Linked DNA regions of Mus musculus: regions 2, 3, 4, 5, 6 and 7 are each linked to region 1. A link is a contact called in public HiCAR-type, HiChIP or PLAC-seq and promoter capture Hi-C data. All regions are on one chromosome and are shown on one strand. Each heading gives the region's core, a stretch centred on a gene start, on an enhancer-like site or on the middle of the called end of the contact. The rest is flanking DNA. Distances are from core to core; before and after follow the strand shown. Region 1 holds the start of Zfp868 (zinc finger protein 868). Region 2 holds the start of Slc35e1 (solute carrier family 35, member E1). Region 3 holds the start of Rab8a (RAB8A, member RAS oncogene family). Region 4 holds the start of Tpm4 (tropomyosin 4). Region 5 holds the start of Zfp961 (zinc finger protein 961). Region 6 holds the start of Zfp617 (zinc finger protein 617). Region 7 holds the start of Fcho1 (FCH domain only 1).

Region 1 (2,637 bases), core at 73-2,572:
CTTTTTTATAAGAGGTAGGAGTTGGAAACAACCCTGATCCCTGATTTGAAGATTTGATCCTTCAAATCTGGAATGGATTCAGGAAATGTGGTACATTTACACAATGGAGTAGTACTCAGCTATTAAAAACGAATTCATGAAATTCTTAGGCAAATGGATAGAACTAGAAAATATCATCCTTAGTGAGGTAACCCAGGTGCAAAAGAAAACACATTTTATACACTCACTGATAAGTGAATACTAGCTCCAAAGCTCCAAATAACCAGGATACAAGTCACAGACTGCATGAAGCTCAGTAAGAAGGAAGAACAAAGTATGGTTGCTTCGGTCCTTCTTAGAAGGAGAACAAAATATTCACAGGAGCAAATATGGAGATAAAGTGTAGAGCAGAGACTACAGGAAAGGGCACTCAGAGTCTGTCCCACCTGGGGATTCATCCCAAATACAGTTACCAAACCCAGACACTACTGTGGATGCCAAGAAGTGCATGCTGAAAGGAGCCTGATATGGCTATCTCCTGAGAGGCCCTGCCAGATTCTTACAAATACAGAGATGGATGTTGGCAGCCAATCATTGGACTGAGCATGGGATTCCCCAATAGAGGAGTTAGAGAAAGGACTGAAGTAGAGGATGGCCTTGTCATGCATCAATGGAAGGAGAGGTCCTTGGTCCTATGAAGGCTCGATAGATGCCCCAGTATAGGGGAATTGATGGCTGGGAGGTGGGAGTGGGTGTGTGGTTGGGTGGAGTAACACCCTCATAGAAACAGGGTGAGGAAGAATGTAATAAGGTGTTTCTTGGAGGGAGGGAAACCGGGAAAGGGGATAACATATGAAATGTAAATAAATATCCAATAAAAAAGAAAAGAAAAAAAATGGCTTTAGGCACATTGACTGAGGCGGACTACGAGTTTGAGGCTCTTGTACACAATAAAGGAAGAGTCTCAACAAAAATATTCTGAAGAAGCTATGGTACAGTGCCCCCTGAACTGTCATCACCAAACACTAGTTTGGTTCTTTCAGCGGACTTGTCCCTAGGTAAGTCAGAGTCACAAAACTGGCCTGACATCGTTAACTATTTTCACTGGTCAGGGTCCTGGAATCATTCAGTAGGGCACACCTAGAGGTACACAAGAGCCATGAACCTATGTTGACACCTGCTGGCCACCGCAACACTAAACAATGGGCTCTAGACTCACAGCCTAAGGAACTGCAAGAGGAGCTACTCCTGTCACTCAGATCACCTAGAGCAGTTCTAACCAATCAGGAGCTACAGACAGGTTGTCCAATCAGAAGCTTCTAGGAGGCGGGGGGGCGGGTTCTTTTCGGCCGCCATGTTAGCTAAAGGTTCTTCACCGAAACTGAGGAAAGCCGTTGTGGGAGCCAGTGCTTGGAGCTGTGTGGGGGAGCGCGGGTGAGCTCGGAGCCTGGCAATGGTGAGCGAGGGCCGCTGTCCCCTGATGGGAGGAGCGGCCGGCTGGGCTGCGGGAGCCGGGGTGGTGGGTCCTCCCTGGGGTTGGGGCAGTGAACGCGGGGACGTCGGGGCTGCGACCTGGGCCTCCGCCTGCGGTCCGTAGGTACTTCCGCCCTGATCCTCTTGGCGTCAGCGCTGAGCGGGAGGTCCCGCCCTGCGGGGGGCGGGGGATGGGCGGAAGCCAGTACGCGGATGACGTCACGATCCGGGCTGGCGGGGACGTCCTGCTTTTGGTGGTGCGCTGAAGGCTGCTTGCTAGACTAAGGCTGTCTAGGTTCTTTGTGCTGTCTTCGAGAAGTTCTGAACTTTGCTTTCCACATGTAAGTGTGGCAACCTCTTTAGGTTAATTTTACGACATTTGTAAAGTCCAGTGAGTTTCTTTGCAAAGATGTTTAAAACCAGCTCTGGGAAAGATGACTTGTCTCCTTGAATTTATTTTGTTCTTCGGTCAGACATCCTTTGATTATATTTTTGTTTTTATTTCTGCTTATGCATTTGTGGGCTTGTTAATTTTTCTTCCCTCAAATAGTGCATTGTTTTGCGTACCGAGGTTCGCCGAGAACTGTTAGTCAGGAAGCATTGTAGTCGATTCTTCTGTATTGTGTTCACCATTCTGGTCCTTTTCTTCATTTCCACACAACCTTTATTTCTTGTTTATTTTAGCATTTTTATTGGAAGTATGTTGAACTACTAGTTTAAACTGAGAACATGAGCATACTATGCTAGAAATAAGATAGACACATTTGTATCTCCCCAAAGTATCAAATATTTTTGAATAACAATAAACTTAAAAGGTTTTGATGGCAGCAATTTGCCAAGTGATTTCACTTACATTTGTAATTAGGACAAGGTTAATGTGGGTTTTATTCTAGTCTTTTTTTTTTAAGATTTATTTATTTTATGTATGTGAGTACACTTTCGCTCTCTTCAGACGCAATGGAAGAGAGCATCTGATCCCATTACAGATGGTTGTGAGCCACCATGTGGTTGCTGGGAATTGAACATAGGACCTCTGGAGGAGCAGTCAATGCTCTTAACCACTGAGCCATCTCTCCAGCCCTTCTTTTAGTTTTAATTGTTAATATTAATTCTCATGTCAAAGCACACAGTATATCTCTGCATATATTTAGTTTATAAAATGAATACTTAGAAGTAGGCTGAGAG
Region 2 (2,637 bases), core at 40-2,539, 2.9 Mb before region 1:
TTGCCCTGAGTACATGTACCTGTTGTGAAATGAAAAAGCTTCCAGAGTTGCCAGGGCCAAATCCAATATGAAATAAAAGCAACCAAAACACATCAGTGGGGCCATCTGACACTGCTCTGTCCAAAGATCCTAATTCCTCTTGTATTTAGTTTGTGACAAAGGCCTTAGGGTACAAAGCCCAGCGTCCTATCACCATATTCTTAAACTCCTGCTTTGGGAGGGACCAGGCCATTTTCTACTCAGATCCACAAGGACTGCCACATGTGTGATGAGTATCCAGCAAACCCCAGGGTACAACACAGTCTACCTTGAAGAACGGGTGAGTAGCTACGCATGGTGCTCAGGAGGCGGAGGCAGGCAAATCTCTGAGTTCGAAGCTAGCCTAATCTACAAATCGAGTCCATGACAGCCAGGAATCTGTTACACAGAGAAAAGCAAACCAAAACATAGGTGAGGTAGAAAGACACCCTGGCATTCAAGGAGACGCTGTAAAGGAGAATATTGAGGTTGGCGAGATGGCTCAGCAAATAAACGCTTGCTGCCAGAGTTAGTTTCTTTTCCTGGATGCACATGGTAGAAAAGAGACAAAAGACTCAACTCGTCTGACCTCAATATGTGTATACACACGCTCGTGCCCGCCTCCATAAATGAACACATTTTAAGGAGCGCGAACAACTATTCTCCCTCACTTAAAAGCACACGATCTTGGGAATCGAGTTTTGTAAGTCTAGTCCTGCCTTCGTGGTTTTGCCCAGCATCGTACCGGTCAGCTGAGCTCTTAAGACACTGTCGCAGGAGACACTTAACCCTGGATTTCTCTCGGTTGGTCTGTGAGGGGAAATTGACACCTACCGCACAGCTTCCGAGGACCCGGCGTAGTCCAGAGGATTTACCGCAATCGGTTTCTTTTCTTCTAAAAGATCTAAGCCCTGTCTACGCCCCAGGCACGCGGCTTCCACAGCCTCAAGTGGGCGGGCCCGCGTCGCCCGGCACCTCCCACGGAGTCCTGCCAGTCACCGGAGAGAACGTAACGCGCTTAACCCACCCGCGGGCCCTACGGCCCGCCTTCCGGGCTTAGCCCCGCCCCCTCCCGGAAAGCGTTTAAGTGAGGGTAGGGCCCTCGCCGACGACGTGTACGGGCGCGTCGGCGGACGCGCGACGATGACGTATGGGGCGGTGGCCAATGGCGAGCGGCGATGACGCAAGGGCCAGGGGCCAATGGTGAGCGGCGTCTGCCGGCGCGCCCTCCAGGGCTGTCCCGCCCCCTGCCCGCGTCCGGCGGTCGTCCGGCGGGAAGGGGCGGCCGCTCGGGCAGGATGGCGGCGGCGGCAACCGCGGGTCCCGGCGCGGGCGCAGGGGTCCCGGGCGCGGGTGGCGGCGGCGGGGCGCGCGAGGGTGCGCGGGTGGCGGTGCTGTGTCTACTATGGTACGCGCTGAGCGCGGGCGGTAACGTGGTCAACAAGGTGATTTTGAGCGCCTTCCCGTTCCCGGTCACCGTGTCGCTGTGCCACATCCTAGCGCTGTGCGCGGGGCTGCCGCCGCTGCTGCGCGCCTGGCGCGTGCCGCCCGCGCCACCCGTGTCGGGCCCCGGACCCGGCCCGCATCCGGCGTCCGGCCCGCTGCTGCCGCCGCGCTTCTATCCGCGTTACGTACTGCCGCTTGCCTTTGGCAAGTACTTCGCGTCGGTGTCGGCGCACGTCAGCATCTGGAAGGTGCCGGTCTCCTACGCGCACACCGGTAAGTGCTGAGGCGGGCTTTGCGCGCTGTCTGGGGCTTCGAAGTGTGGGTACGAGTGCGCGGGCCGTCTGACTGAGACGCCGCCAAGGTGCGTCGGATTCTCACGTTGGAAAAGGTCTGAGGAGTTTACCGAGCGCCTAGCAGAATTGACTCCAGCTATTGGGATCGAGAGGAAGCCTTACAGAAGGAAGGTTCAGGGTCGGGTGTGCAGGTTGCCAGGACTGCCCACTGAGTGCCTTTTCCTCTCTTGCAGTCAAGGCCACCATGCCCATCTGGGTGGTCCTCCTGTCCCGGATCATCATGAAGGAGAAACAGAGCACCAAGGTAACTCTGGCAGAAGCCCTGGGCTAGGCGGGATTCCCAGTAGCTGACCAGGTTGATGACGTGGTTGGACCGTGGCATCCTCCTGCTTCCTGTCAAATAAGGAAGTCAAGGTGTCAGCCTTGTCCTGTGGCTAGCACCTAGCATCCCGCACTCACCTTTCAGACAGCAGATGTGTGTGTGAATGGGGCGATATCACCACATAATCTCTTGCTTGTTGTCCCTGAGCGCCACATCCCTCTGGCGTCCACTGTTCTTTTCTGTTATGATTCCGACTCTGGGATTGGTGGTAGGTGATGTCTTTGGTTCCATTTTAGCAAGTCACCAACAAATTAAGTTGGGACAAGTTTTCCTTCTCTTATTTTATTTTCTAATGTTTATTTATGTGTGTGTGTTGTGCATTGCCACGTGTATGGAAGTCAGAGGACAGTTTTCACCTTGTGGATACCTGGGATCAGATTCAAGTTGTCAGGCCTGGTCCTGACGAACTTACAAACTATCATGTCCTAGTTTTTCTGTCACTAGACAGAATGGTTGGTAGGGGTTGTCTGGATCTGATGTGAGTAGGCCAAAGGAGTT
Region 3 (2,637 bases), core at 79-2,578, 2.5 Mb before region 1:
CTACCACATCTGGTTTCAGGGTGCTGGAGATGGCACCCAGGGTTCCAACAATGGAACCACATCCTGACTAGGGATAAACCAAGCCTAGTGACTATTCTCTTGTTTCAGGACCATACACCATCCAGGTCACTCTGTTTGGCAGGATTTACTTCCAGGTAACACTCAATGTGAGCCATGACTATTCATGGTAAGGAGCATGGTCAGCACCATTTTTGACGTCAGAACTGGGGCCATCACAAGCCAATTCTGTTCAACTGTGCCGTGAGGCAGCCCTGGGGAAAAGCTGTTCAGGTGGTGTTCTTGGCCCAGTGAAAGGAAGTCAGTCAAGGCTGCACGTAGCCATGGCTGGACTTAGTTTCTTACTGGAACTTTTTCTCTTGTATTCCCACCAGGATGACAGATACTGTCACCATTCCTCAGAGAGAAGGCAGGAGGACTTTGGGTTGGAGTCCTGACTTAGATGTGGATCAGTGGTGCTGGTCCTTTGAAGCTCTGGAACAGCTGAACCTTGAATTTTGGAGTCAGACACACCTGGGTTCAAATCTCATCCCTAATACCTGTAGACTGTGACCTTCAGTGCGTGCCGCACCCTCCCTCAGTTTCAAATTCCTCCTCCAGGGACAAAGCACCCATCACGAGTACACTACAGATTTGATACTGCACATGCCAAGCTTGCCACATAGGAAACTACGAGGTCAGGTGTCACCTCCATGCCTCAGTTTCCACTTTTGGAAGACGGGGGTCTCCCCGGAAGAACAGTGTAGAGGTCTGATGTAAAGACACAGAGAGTTGACAGGCGCCAGGACCCCAGGGCAGGCTCTTCCTCAGACTGCAGCCTGCATGTCCCTGTCTGCACCTTGGTCTCCGGCGCCCGCCAGGGTCCCGGCCTGGACTCCCTGGCGGGAGGTGGAGGCCGCTGCGGTTCTCTGTCCAGCCCCGTGACCCTCCCGGATCCTCGGCCCGAGTGGATCCTGAGTCGATCCCTCAGCCCAGCCCCATAGGGGCGCGTCCAGCCCTGGTCACCGGCCGCCCAAGGCCCCGCTACCTATGGTAGAGATGAATGTGGAGTTGAAGGCGTCCTCGGAGAAGCGGAACAGGACACAGGTCTTCCCTACCCCCGAGTCCCCGATCAGCAGCAGCTTGAACAGGTAATCGTAGGTCTTCGCCATATTACACTCTCTCCCCGACGGGAAGTACGGCCGGCGCCTCGCCACTGGTCGCTGGACCCGTCTATCATCTCAGATCCCGCCCCCTATTGGCCCCCTGCCCGCCGCGCATCATCCAGGCCTACGCCCGCCACCCGGAGCCCCGCCTGTCGCAGAGAGCCCAGGGGAAAAAGGCGAAAGCGGCGCAGAGCCGGAAGCAGCCGACTGCACAGCCCATTGGTTGACGCTTGGTATAGGGAGGTTTGTTATTGGCTAGTGCTGGAGAGTCGAGGGTGAGGGCGTCAAATGACCAGCGATGGGTGTGGTCACATCTTGACCCCGCCTTCCCGTGCGCGCCTTCTCCTCAGCCCTTCAGCGTCCAGGCCCTGCCCCCGACAGGAGGGACCCCAACAATTCCGCGCGCTGGTTGATGAGAGAGTGGGAGGGACGGGCTTGGTGAACAGGCGCAAGCGTACTGGGAAGACGGTTGGCTCTGGCAGAGAGCGCACGCGCGCAGAGAACGCCTCGTGTTTCCCGCCTTCTCTGCCTGCGCAGCAGCAGCCGTAGCCGCAGCCGGCGCTGAGGCGAAGCGCAGGAAGTACCTGTGGTAATGCTTCTGAGGAGGATTTTCGGCGGTGCAAAAGTGGCGCGGGTTAAGATGTGCTGCAGACTCGCTCCTCGGCCTTGGCGCCCACCATTGGACTTACTTAGGTGCTGTACAGGCAAGCCGGCCATTGCCGTGAGCGATCCCAGGGCTTCAGCGCCGGTAGGGCTATGTTATCATTTCCAAGTAATGGCAGCGTTTTTTGTTTTGTTTTGTTTTGTTTTCTTTTCTGTGCTTGCGGGTGCTATCTATACTTAAAAATAAGTCAAGGTCCTTCACCCCACACCAGCCCGGCTTGGTAGGTAATCTTTTCCTCGTTTTATGGTAAGTATACTGAAGACAGGTGAAGTGACTTTCCTAGGTTTCAGAGTAGCATTTTTTTTTCCCTTCTGTTTTTTAATATGTTGAGGTGTAGTCCCGGAGTAACGGGAGAACAGTGACAAAATAAAATAAAGCCACATTAAGATAAACATCTGAGGGCTGGAGAGATGGCTCAGCGGTTAAGACTACTCTTCCAGAGGCCTTGAGTTCAATACCCAGCAACCACATGGTGCCTCATAACCATCTGTAATGGAATCCAGTGCCCCCTTTTGGTGTGTCTGAAGACAACTACAGTGTACTCAAATCTTAAAAAGAAAAAAGGAGTGGGGGGGGGTGGATAGATGGCTCAGTGTTTAAGAGCACTTACTGATCTTCCAGAGGTCCTGAATTACATGGTGGCTCACAATCATCAGTAATGAGATCTGATGCCCTCTTCTGGGGTGTCTAAAGACAGCTACAGTGTACTTACATATAATAAATAAATTAAAAAAAAAAAGATCTGAGTTGCTGACTACATGGCTCAGCCAGTAAAGTAAGTCATTTGTTGCTAAATCTGAGGATTGTATT
Region 4 (2,637 bases), core at 72-2,571, 2.5 Mb before region 1:
GAGTTTTCCAAAAGGCATCCCCCGCACTCCACCCTTGGGCCGCCAAATTCCTGGCTTGGCTGGAGTCTCGAGGCCATTTTGGAGATGTCTAGGGTGGGACGGGCGTATGAGAAGCCGTAACAGCTACTGTGCAGAGCTTCCGCCCGGTTCTGAGGCTTTCTCCAGCCCGAGCGGTCCTTGAGGGATTCAAGGCTTCTACCCAGGCCAGGCTGTCGCCCAGGCAGTCTTGGGAGGAGTCCAGGCGGTACCTGCACTGCCAACTCCACCTAGCCTTTCAGTTTCTAGGGTCCCCGCCCTGAGTTCCCACACTACGGCTTCAGGAGACCTGGGCAATCACACAACACTTCTTCCCTTGTCTGTGAGTCTCCTTCGCTAGCAAACACCGCCCTACTACTCAGGCAAGGGGCTCTCCTTGCCCCGGAAACGTCTGGAATGCCTCTCCCTAGTCTTTTCTTTCTACCCACCTGTAGCAGACTTTTGGGAGACACGAATCGAACGCTTTGTGGGTGCCAGAGCTGGGCTTAGAACCCAGACCCATCTCTGGCCCCGGGCTTGACCCAGGGATGAAGAGGAGGCGCGGAGGCCTTTCCTCTTTCCGAACTATTCATGCACCCCGGTCCCTGAACTCTCAGGGAAGGCGCATACAGTGGGCGCTCCGGCGTCGGGCAGGCCCCCTAGTGGATATTACCTGGGGCTAGGGGGACACAGGGTGATGGTGGTGGTGGTGGGTGTCCTGCAGGCCAGCGTCCAAATTCTCCTGTCCCCACCCCGCCCTCAGCGGACGTGTCGCGGCCGCACCCTAAGGACGTGCCGGGAAAGTTCGGGCGCGAAGAAGCAAAAGCGCGCACCGCCCCCGCCCCCACCTTGGTCAGCCGCAGACAATGGGAGCGCGGTATTTGCCCCACTACTCCGGAGTGCCCCGCGCAGGACTGTCCCCCCCGCAACCTCCCAGTTCCTGCCCCGCCAGCGTACGGGGCTCCAGGATCCAAGGGTATGGATGATCAAGGCGGAGGGGAGACGGAGGAAGGGGGAGCTAGAAGCATGCGGAGCTGGGAAGAAAAGAGGGCGCCAGGGAGCACTGCGGGCCCGGAAGCGCGCGGGACGAAAAGTGGGATCGGGCGGGGGTCGCGGACGGCGCGGGTCCTGGTCTCTCACTTTCTCGCGCCGCTCGCGCTCGCCATCCAGTTCGCGCTGCAGGCCTTGCGCGCGATCCTCTGCGTCGTCTGCCTGCTGCTGCAGGGCCTGGATCTTGCGCTTCACTGCCTCCAGTGAGTTGAGGCCGGCCATAGCTCAATCGTTCTGCTGGGCTCCGGCGACAGCTGGGCGGCCGCGCCCGGGCCCGCCAGCCTTGGCCACGCCGGGGCCGCCCCCGCCTCTCCCCGCCCCCCGGCCCTGCTGTCAGGCCCATGAGGTCACCCGGGCCGGCCGCGACGTCAGCACCGGGCGGGGGGTGGGTGGGAGGGGGTGGCTGACGTCGGTGCAGCTAGCCGCCTTTGCCCTGTGGGCTCCTCGTCCTCCCTCACTGCCCGCCCCGCCTGGCCCAGCGGCCGCGCACTTACCTGGGAGCCTTTATTCTCCGTCTGCTTTAGAGTCTTCTTTAAGTCTGTCAGGTCCTCGGAGTGCCTGTCCAGTTCGTCCTCCACGCATTTCAGTTTCTTCTGGAACTACGTCAGCTGCTCTTTCACCTGGGGACACAGAAGATAATGAGTCAGCCTAATGGTCCATTGCCCGGAGTTTGGGAGGCTGAGGCAGAAGGACTGGGAGTTTAAGGCCCTGCAAATGAACAAAGTCTTTATGAGCTGATGAGATGGCTCCATGGGTAGAGGTGCTTGCCACCAAGCCTAATGCCCAGAGTCCATTAATCTCACACATGCGCCCACATTAATGTAGAAAGTAAAAGGTTTATATAAAGAAGGTCTCATTCAGAGGACACAAGTTTGTGAAAGTAAAAAGTGTATATAGACAAGGTCTTGTACAGAGGACTCAGGTTGATTCCCAGCTCCTGTTCCAGGGGAGCCAACATTCTCTGCTTCCATGACCCCTTAGCATAGGCATGCATGCATGCAAAACACCCTCACATAAAATATAAAATACTCCCTCCACATACACAGAGCGGTAAGTGTGCATTACTGAATACAGAGGGATTTTACTCTTGACCTAAGGACTGGCCATTCTTGGACTCATAAGAGTCCCCACTCTCTTGAGGAAGTCATAGCTTTAGTTTGAAACACTACAAATTGGATTTTGCATTCTCACTTTCTGAATGCAGCTCTCAGGTGATCTCTGTTTAAGCAAAGTGGAGCCTATAGAAACTCCCAGTTTTGTAGGCAGAAACTTTCTGACCAGTGTGCAAGCCCTTTCCCCTGCTGAGAAACTTACCCTCAAGAGCCCCACATCCTGCTCCCACTCCAATCTGGCTCCCACACCTGGCTTTCAGGTCTGTCCTGGAAGAGACCCACTCTCAGGGACCAATTCCCCTCTAAGATCAAATTTTCACTCCTCTAACTTTTGCACATTTGTTAGGCATCTGTTTTTTTGTTTGTTTGTTTTTGTTTTTGTTTTTGAGACAGGGTTTCTCTGTGTAGCCCTGGCTGTCCTGGAACTCTGTAGACCAGGCTGGCCTCGAACTCGGAAATC
Region 5 (2,637 bases), core at 50-2,549, 2.3 Mb before region 1:
AGCAAGACAGCTGTTACAGGGTCCAGACACAAGTTATGAAGTAGTACTGGTCAGTTGGGGGTTACAGTGGGCCTCTTACCCCCACCTCTTCTGTTTGTGGTGTACCAGGAAAAGGAGAAACCTACAGTAACTGAAGGTAAATTTTTCCAAGAAGATGTGATTTTTTTTTGTTGTTGTTGGGGGACAAAAGCTCATATATATGTTGCTTTTCTCGAATCCTAGAAACACATGGTCCCACCAGGTTTGTGCCCTTCCCCCAGCCTTGAGCAGGCTAAAGCAGACCTTGTTTGCCACTGCTGGCTAGCCCAACTGGGGTAGGGTCTTCTGACCTAGGTGAAGCTGCAGCTGCAGCTTCCTGCAAGAAGCCACTACCAGCTGAGCCTGTTTTCCTGATGAGATCCTGGCAAAGTGGGGGATGGGTTTCCTCCCTTTAAAAACCAGACTCAAGAATTAAACACTGGGCCTTGCTCAGAAACTCTGTCTTTGTTTCATTCCTCTCTCGTCTGTCCTTCGCATCCAGCCCCAGCTTTCTTTTCAGGAACCCAGTTCTCCGCGGCTGCTGGTGGCTATACAGGGTTGGGAATATTCACATAGGAAATGCAATTTTATAAAAAGTAGTAAAGGAAAAAGAAAGAAGGGGCTAGTGGGATGGTTCAGCTGAAAAGGCGCTTGCTGCCAAGCCTTAGACTGGCGTTCTCCAGGTTCCACAAGGTGGAAGGAGAGACCAGACTCAGATTACTGCCCCATGGGCACCTCGATAAATAAGTGTAAATTTAAAACATCAAAAAGAACACAAGCCGGGCGTGGTGGCGCACGCCTTTAATCCCAGCACTTGGGAGGCAGAGGCAGGCGGATTTCTGAGTTCGAGGCCAGCCTGGTCTACAAAGTGAGTTCCAGGACAGCCAGGGCTACACAGAGAAACCCTGTCTCGAAAAAACAAAACAAACAAACAAAAAAAAAAAACACCCCACAAAACCAGCCCAAAGAGCAAATTAACTCCGTGGGGACCCTACATAGTCCTTTCCATTTTACCCCTGAACACAAGCATACATGATCCCCTTTTACATTGCGGTTCGGCTGCGGGCTCTGGAAAAGGGCACCAGAGTCGGTTTGCAAACTCTCGGCAAGTCCCGAGCTTCCGACTGCGCAGAGCCCGCCACTCCTCTGCCCTCCGCTCCCACCCGCGTCTCTGAGATGCACTCACCATGGTGCACTCTCGTCTTGCCTGAGCTGCGCTGTGGCGGGTGTCACTGCCGCGTACCTTGCGCATTGCTAAGCCGCCAAGGACAGCGCCGAAAATGGCGGCGCCCGGCCTCCGAGAGGCTTCCCGCTGCTGATTGGACGGCTCTGCTATGAGCGATTCCGATTGGCTTTAGAGTCCCTGATAGACAGGACCAGCGACCTATCGCCTTCAACATAGTCCGGAAACTGATGTTCAGGTCTGGGGTTCGCAGAGGCACCCCACAGCAGGCTCAGGTCTGACTGGGCTTGTGCGCCTGGCTGAAGGTGAACGAGTGAGTTAGAGTTGCGGGCTAATCCTAGACTGTTTAGTGAGAGGTTAACCTGGGCTGCAGGAGACCTTGTTTCCAAAAAGGACACAAGAAAAGCCAGATTTATTCGCGGAAAATTGGGTGTGATGACACACACAACCTGCCATCCCAGCACTGGGGAGATGGAGGGAAGAGGATTTGGAGTTCAAGGCCGGCTACTATAAAAGTTGTTGTGGGGCTAGCCAATGTAAAGCTTTCTTAATCTAAGGCCAGATGAAAGGACAAGGCCAGGGTCAGACTTGACAAGGTCCGGGTTGTGTCCAGAGAAGCGAGTAAGTCCCTCACCCCCAACCCCTTCTGTAACCCCACCCCACCCCCACAACCCAGGGCTGTGGATATCATTTCTAAGGCCACTATGTGCTTGGTCTGTGATGTATTTCAGATATCCTGTGTTCCTTTTGTGTAGCATTACTGATAAGGTTCCCTGTTCAATTGGGACTGGTAGAGGTGACTTGGAAATAATTAGAAAGTAGATAGGCAACTACAGAAGCAGAATTGCTCTTTAATCAGAATGTTGTGGGATATTAGCCAGAGAAGATTGCTTGGACATGGTTTAAGCCAATAGAATGTCTTTATTAACTGGTTGGCAACTACACTGGATGTTAAGGATCCTATTGTAGTACTGAGGGCCTTTCTCAGGGTGAGCTCTTAAACACAAAAACCATATTCCAGGTCAACATGCTTCAGTTAGCAAGATCAGTGAGCCAGAAGCAAAACTATAGAAGCCAAAAAACCAAGGTTTGTACATTTAGAGACTTTCCCAGAACTATAGGCTTTGATTGGCAGGTGGTGCTGTCTATGTGCTGAGTTTTACAGACCAAATGTCAACTCCATCATGGAGTCAGTGGTCTCCATGCTCCTAAGGTCTGGGGCTTGTTCTAAGAACATCTGAAGGGCAGCAGTCTCCCTGAGGAGTAGAGACTGCAGAGATACCACCAGGCACAGTCTTTAAAGCTATGCTTGGCCCTTTCCCCCAACCCTGTCCTGCAGATGAGACCTCCTTCCTGAGCTTCACCCCTGGCTTTAGTTTCAGGTACTGAGTCTCCTCAGGCGATCAAGTGTGATAATGACCTACTTATCGGTTGGT
Region 6 (2,637 bases), core at 104-2,603, 2.3 Mb before region 1:
TATTAAGTGCTGATCACAGAAAAGTTACTCAGGAATAAAATTTGATATAGAGTTGAGACTGTAGCTCAGTTGGTATACGGTAGATACTTGTCTAGAATGCATGAGGCCCTGGGTTTAAATTTCAGAGCTGCAAAACCAGGAGCTAGTGATGTGCTCATAGAATCCCAGCACTTGGAAGGTAGTCATAAGACTATCAGAAACTCAAAGTCAAGCTTGGCTGTAAACTAAGTTTATCAACAGCCTAGGATATGTAAGATCTAGTCTCAAACAAAACAAAAACAAACAAACAACAAAGCAAAACAACAAAAAAAATCCAAAACAAAGAAACCGATACGTTTGCAATTCACTATGATTTGAACTTGACCACGACTTAAAGTCCAGTCGTTTCCAAAAAAACTTTTATTACTGGAAAAAGGAGCAGAGGTAAGAGCAGTATTTAACCCAAGAGTAAAAGATAAACTTGAAAACCCTCAAGTACCATACTCACAGAGATGACGAAAATTGAAAAGTTCTTCCTCCGACCTTAAGTCAGAAGGGATAAAGATAGTCTCGTCATACTCTATAAAGGGATAATCTACCAAGAGGATATTACAATCCTAAATGCGGGAGCCGCATGTACCCATGGAAAAGAACTGTGACTGTCCCCTGAGAAGTTCCCTCACATCTCGGTATGTCTCAGTTTTCCCAGGTTCACTTCCATTAATCTCTGCGCTTAAGATCTATATTAGACATGTTTCTCGGGCCTGGAGAGATAACTCGGTGTGTAAGAGTGCTCGCTGAGCAAGGGTGAGAACCCGAGTTCAAATAAAAAACACCCAAGTAAATGCCAGGCATGGGGACAGAGCCCGGAGGATCGCTGGAGCTTGCTAGCAGGCAGCCTAGCCACAGGTTCAGTAAGAAACCCTGTCTCACAGGAATAAGGCGGGCCGTGACAAAGCAGGACACCGGGTGACCTCCCCTGGCCTCCGTGCATGGCGGGGCGTAAATTCTCACTCGCAAGAATTGTCTCCTAAACTTCCAGCTCGGCTCCACATCATCCAGCCTCGGAATCCCGCTTTCGACTGACTTTCCCTAAGGGGAAAAGCAGCTTTTCTGGAGCCGCAGGCGACAGTGCGCAGCCGCCCTTCGTCCCCCGGCGCAGCACCGGGATCCCGCCGCCCGGGACCAAGGGCGCCGCGCACAGCCCCGCCACTCGCCTGGCTCACCATGTCTGTGCCCAGGCCTGCCGCGGCTCCACAGAGGCTCCGGAACAGGCACTCACACGGCCGCGGAGGCTCAGCAACTTGGACTTCCTCAGCTGAGAGCTGTGAGGAGGGAAGCGCCAGCAAGAAAGATGGCGGGTGAGGAACTTCCGCTCCTCCCGCCGGCGCTGCTGATTGGCCAGCTCACACACTGGTGTCTGTACCGGGAGTTTCCGGCGGACCTCCCGACCTTTCCTAGGGTATGGCGTCATACAGCCAAGGACGCTAAACCGTCCGGGACTCCCACAGTTGGTTACTGAGAACCGCCCGGAAGGGAGATGGCGGACAAGGCGCTGCCTCTCGGCACCCTACCTGCCGCTCCTTTGGCCCTTATTGCTGGGCCCACAGATCCAGTCTCCGAAGCCTAAGTGACAGAATAAATTTATTCTCCCTCTTACTGACACAACCACTCCCTCTCCTGTCAACAACACTAATGAGATTCATTGGGACACACAAAGACATAAAAGATGAAAGAATTCGAGAGGGACAAGAGCAGGTAAAGGTCTGTGTGTGTATGAATATAAACAAGATACATGAATGAAAATGTTATATTGAAACTTTTCGTGTAATTAATACACGCTAATGACAACATTAAAAAAACTGTACTTTCCAGCAATTAAAAAAAAGCTTCAGCAGCTCTTCCACAAAGGACATTCTTTTTAGAAATGAGGTTTATTATAAAGTGCCTCAAGCCATGCTCAGCCCTGTAGGTGGAAGTGACATTAGACAGAAACAGTACAATTTATGCAGCTCTAAAAATAGGGCCTTAAGCCGGGTGTGGTGGTGCACACCTTTAGTCCCAGAACTCGGGGGGGGGGGGCAGAGGCAGGCGGATTTCTAAGTTCGAGGCCAGCCTGGTCTACAAAGTGAGTTCCAGGACAGCCAGGGCTATACAGAGAAACCCCGTCTCGAAAAAACCAACAACAACAACAACAACAAAAAACCAACCAACCAACCAACCAACCAACAAAAAAGGCCTTAAAAGAAGGGGCAGGGGGCCAGGCGTGGTGGTGCACGCCTTTAATTCCAGCACTTGGGAGGCAGAGGCAGGCAGATTTCTGAGTTCGAGGCCAGACTGGTCTACAAAGTGAGTTCCAGGACAGCCAGAGCTATACAGGGAAACCTTGTCTCGAGAAAAAAAAAAAAAAAAAAAAAGAAGGGGCAGGCTTCCATTCGAAGCCTGGCAGGCGGGTCTGGGAGGAGGTGATGTGGGGAAGGAGGTAGAGGAGATGAGGGGCAGGCAGAGGTGGACAGACTAACCTTGAGAAGGGGAGGGGAGAGCAGAAGAGCCTGAGATACAGCTTTCATTGTCTGGACCAAATCCCAGAGCTATCTATCTTCCTAAGGTGTCTCAGACTACTCCCCAGAACAAATAAAAAGGTCTGATTTTTTAAAA
Region 7 (2,637 bases), core at 61-2,560, 2.1 Mb before region 1:
ATGGCTTTGCTTCAGCCCCTGGAACCCACCCTACTCCAGCTCTGGACACAGCAATGGCATGCATGCACACATCCACACACATATGGGGAGGAGAGAGAGGGAGGAAGGAAGGGAGGGAGGGAGGGAGGGAGGGAGAGAGAGAGAGAGAGAGAGATGCTTTTCTTACCATTCTCAAATCCCAGAACCCAAAGGTGACTCGAGGGCTCTTGGGCCAACAAAAGGACATGTGAAAAATGTGAACAGCATGGAGAATGGAGAGCGGGCTATCTTACCAATTGTGGCAGATGGTCACCAGTCAGCTGGGTGTGGGGCCTATCTAAATGTTTAATCTTTATTGTTTGAATTGATGCATAAATTGATTAATTGATTCATTGGTAGTGTGCACATGCCACAGGTTAGAGGATACTTTTCAGGACTCTCTCAAAAAATCCAGGCTTTGCTACAAGCATCTTTGCCCACTGAGCCATCTCACCGGCCCTGAAGCTAGTATTTAGCTATGTATGGTTGCCATCAGAACCCGGCATCATTTGGGGCAGAGCTGCAGTAGATGGTTCAAGTAAGAAGTGGGGCAGCCTCAGTCTGGGATGGACCTGGATTTGATTCCCACCACAGGAAAATGCCCAAACTGAGGTGTCTGGGGTCCAAGGCTGCAGGGGCATGTACTGGAGATGAAGGGCACTTAGCTTTCTGGTTGTGCCCAGGCCAGTGGTCCCACTTCCTTGGAGGTGCTTCTGGGGCAGGGAGAGAGATGGCTCAGTAGTCCTGAGGATCATCATGCTGCCATGTGACCCTGAACAAGAAACGGAGCCCAGGCCGGGGAGTTAAGTCTCTCGAAGTTGTCATATGGGAGTGGAGTGGACATGTGGCTCTTGCTTAATGCTGGGGCAGCCTGGCTTCATCACCAGCACACAGCCTGAATAAATAAATGGCATGTCACATGAATGGATAGACCAGAGTTGCTATATGACCTCCAAAGCAACTCCTAGCCATGTTCCTTGATTCCTTTGTTTGTAAAATGAGGCTCAATATTAAATGTCACCTAATTCACAGCCTCGGAGGGGTTCTCCAAAGAGCCATGTATGCAGTAGGTACTTAATAAAAGCTATCCCCTCTTTCCCTCCCAGTCTCCCGAGAGACTTGACAGGTGCAGAGATCAAGGAGCTTCTCCTGTCACTTTAAAATATGCAAATAGCCTGCGGATGAATTTCCAGGCTCAGCCAACCAGTGCAGGGTTTATGAAGCACCGCGGGGCGGAGCTCCTCCTGACCACACCCATGGCGGGGCCAGCAGCGCGCTCCGCAGCGCGCGGGGAGGGCGGGGCGCGGGTCTGGAGCGCGCAGGTAGCGCCGCGAGAGGCGGTGAGTGTCCCCGGCGCGGGGCTCCGGTGCGGGGTGCGGGGTGCAGGACGCGGGGGCGGGGTGCGGGGCGGGGACGCAGCCTCCATCCTGACCCGGCCCGAGCGCAGGTGCCGTCTGCAGAAGGCGGGGCGCCACTCTATGGCATCTCTCAATCCTGGGCTGGGAGGCTGAGACCCCCCCCAGGACCCCCAATCCCTCTTCCGGGTCTCTAGCCTGGCCCTAAGCTGGGGGCCGCCTCCCTCGCTGCCCCTCTTCCTCGCCTGGGAACGAGGGTCTCCTCCTTTCCTTTGCACCCGCTCTAGGGTTGGTAGGCTGGTGGGGGTTCTGTAGGGCGAGTGTGGTGGAATTGCGGGGTATCTGGAGTATGGAGCGCGGGATCCCCTCCCGGGGGAACGGGGCCTGGAGAGGCCTGGAGCCTGCACCAGGGACTCCCGCGCCCTGTTAGGGGGGCAGCCGGCATCTGCTCCAAGGGACAGAATTAGTCTAGGTGAATGAGGATGGGGTGCAGAGAAGGTCGGGGATGGCCGCCCCTCCACTTGCCCTCAGCGTCGCAGGACCTGCTTCATGGTGACCTTGGGCAGGTGACAGCACCTCCCTGATCCTTAGTCTCCTCCTCAGAATATAGAGGTTGAGGAAGCCAGACTATCTGTCTCAAATTCCCAACACCTGTGCCCCATTTTCTCCAGATGGGGACCACAATCTTTAGTCAAATGTTAGGGCACTCTGGTTTTGGCACTTTAAAAGGGGTTGAGCCTGGTGTGGTCATTACAATCCTCTGGTGGCTGAGGCTGGAAGATCTGCAGCTTGAGGCCAGCCTGGGCTACATTCACAGACTCTGCCTCATTAAAAAAGCATAAACAAAACAAACCATGATTTTGATTGATGGATACAGTCTAGCCTGGGGCGGAGCAGCGAGACCTAAGGCCAGCAGAGGACAGTTTCTATCTGACCATAAGATGGACGGGCCTCCAATCAAGACCCAGACTTTGTCACTGTGGTCCCACCCATGTGGCTGCCCAGGTCACACCCTGACCCACATACCATCACCTACAATAGGGTTCCTAGGCTGGTTCCTGGGCGGGGTCCCAAGTGGAAGGTCAGGTCTTAGTCCCTGCCTCTTGCAGGATAGTAGGGTGAGTCCCAGGCAGGAAGCCTGACACCCCCAAATTTGTGTGCCCAGACTGGACTTAAACTGAGCCTTCTGTGAAGTGGACTGAAAGTCTGTAGGAAGATCAGAGGTGGTTGTGGGAGTGACAGCGCGCCGTAAACACCCACTCCT

The links. Promoter capture Hi-C pulls out the DNA fragments that hold promoters and counts their contacts. HiCAR-type assays count read pairs that join an accessible place to other places. HiChIP or PLAC-seq counts read pairs in DNA pulled down with a chosen protein or histone mark.
Region 2: a promoter capture Hi-C map of liver shows a contact between it and region 1, with 2.7 times the contacts expected there. The contact joins the promoter of Slc35e1 here to the promoter of Zfp868 in region 1. A contact is called at or near these places in 2 of 39 promoter capture datasets (liver and pre-B cells) and 2 of 9 other capture datasets (adipose tissue and liver).
Region 3: a promoter capture Hi-C map of liver shows a contact between it and region 1, with 2.6 times the contacts expected there. The contact joins the promoter of Rab8a here to the promoter of Zfp868 in region 1. A contact is called at or near these places in 3 of 39 promoter capture datasets (erythroid cells, hippocampal neurons and liver).
Region 4: a contact with region 1 is called in a HiCAR-type map of astrocytes, with 2.7 times the contacts expected there. The contact joins the promoter of Tpm4 here to the promoter of Zfp868 in region 1. A contact is called at or near these places in 3 of 39 promoter capture datasets (hippocampal neurons and liver) and 2 of 115 datasets of contacts at active chromatin or transcription factors (astrocytes and embryonic midbrain).
Region 5: a contact with region 1 is called in a promoter capture Hi-C map of erythroid cells, with 17 times the contacts expected there. The contact joins the promoter of Zfp961 here to the promoter of Zfp868 in region 1. A contact is called at or near these places in 3 of 39 promoter capture datasets (embryonic stem cells, erythroid cells and hippocampal neurons) and 1 of 115 datasets of contacts at active chromatin or transcription factors (thymic regulatory T cells).
Region 6: a contact with region 1 is called in a promoter capture Hi-C map of liver, with 6 times the contacts expected there. The contact joins the promoter of Zfp617 here to the promoter of Zfp868 in region 1. A contact is called at or near these places in 9 of 39 promoter capture datasets (the HPC-7 cell line, cranial neural crest, erythroid cells and 5 more), 1 of 484 Hi-C or Micro-C datasets (uterus), 2 of 115 datasets of contacts at active chromatin or transcription factors (cardiomyocytes and neural progenitor cells) and 1 of 9 other capture datasets (adipose tissue).
Region 7: a contact with region 1 is called in an H3K27ac HiChIP or PLAC-seq map of thymic regulatory T cells, with 8 times the contacts expected there. The contact joins the promoter of Fcho1 here to the promoter of Zfp868 in region 1. A contact is called at or near these places in 2 of 39 promoter capture datasets (erythroid cells and hippocampal neurons), 1 of 115 datasets of contacts at active chromatin or transcription factors (thymic regulatory T cells) and 2 of 9 other capture datasets (adipose tissue and liver).

The regions. Positions count from the first base shown.
Region 1 is chr8:69,624,233-69,626,869 of GRCm38.p6, reverse strand. Zfp868 (zinc finger protein 868) reads left to right here and starts at 1,322. Exons shown (of 5, transcript NM_172754.2): 1 at 1,322-1,435.
Region 2 is chr8:72,491,266-72,493,902 of GRCm38.p6, reverse strand. Slc35e1 (solute carrier family 35, member E1) reads left to right here and starts at 1,289. Exons shown (of 6, transcript NM_177766.3): 1 at 1,289-1,737; 2 at 1,991-2,061. The coding sequence starts at 1,317.
Region 3 is chr8:72,159,891-72,162,527 of GRCm38.p6, reverse strand. Rab8a (RAB8A, member RAS oncogene family) reads right to left here and starts at 1,328. Exons shown (of 8, transcript NM_023126.2): 1 at 1,046-1,328. The coding sequence starts at 1,169.
Region 4 is chr8:72,133,972-72,136,608 of GRCm38.p6, reverse strand. Tpm4 (tropomyosin 4) reads right to left here and starts at 1,321. Exons shown (of 8, transcript NM_001001491.2): 1 at 1,156-1,321. The coding sequence starts at 1,287.
Region 5 is chr8:71,949,728-71,952,364 of GRCm38.p6, reverse strand. It overlaps Zfp961 (zinc finger protein 961), which reads right to left and starts at 1,299. Exons shown (of 4, transcript NM_001164581.1): 1 at 1,205-1,299. The coding sequence starts at 1,270.
Region 6 is chr8:71,921,541-71,924,177 of GRCm38.p6, reverse strand. It overlaps Zfp617 (zinc finger protein 617), which reads right to left and starts at 1,353. Exons shown (of 4, transcript NM_133358.3): 1 at 1,206-1,353. The coding sequence starts at 1,208.
Region 7 is chr8:71,724,354-71,726,990 of GRCm38.p6, reverse strand. Fcho1 (FCH domain only 1) reads left to right here and starts at 1,310. Exons shown (of 28, transcript NM_028715.3): 1 at 1,310-1,358.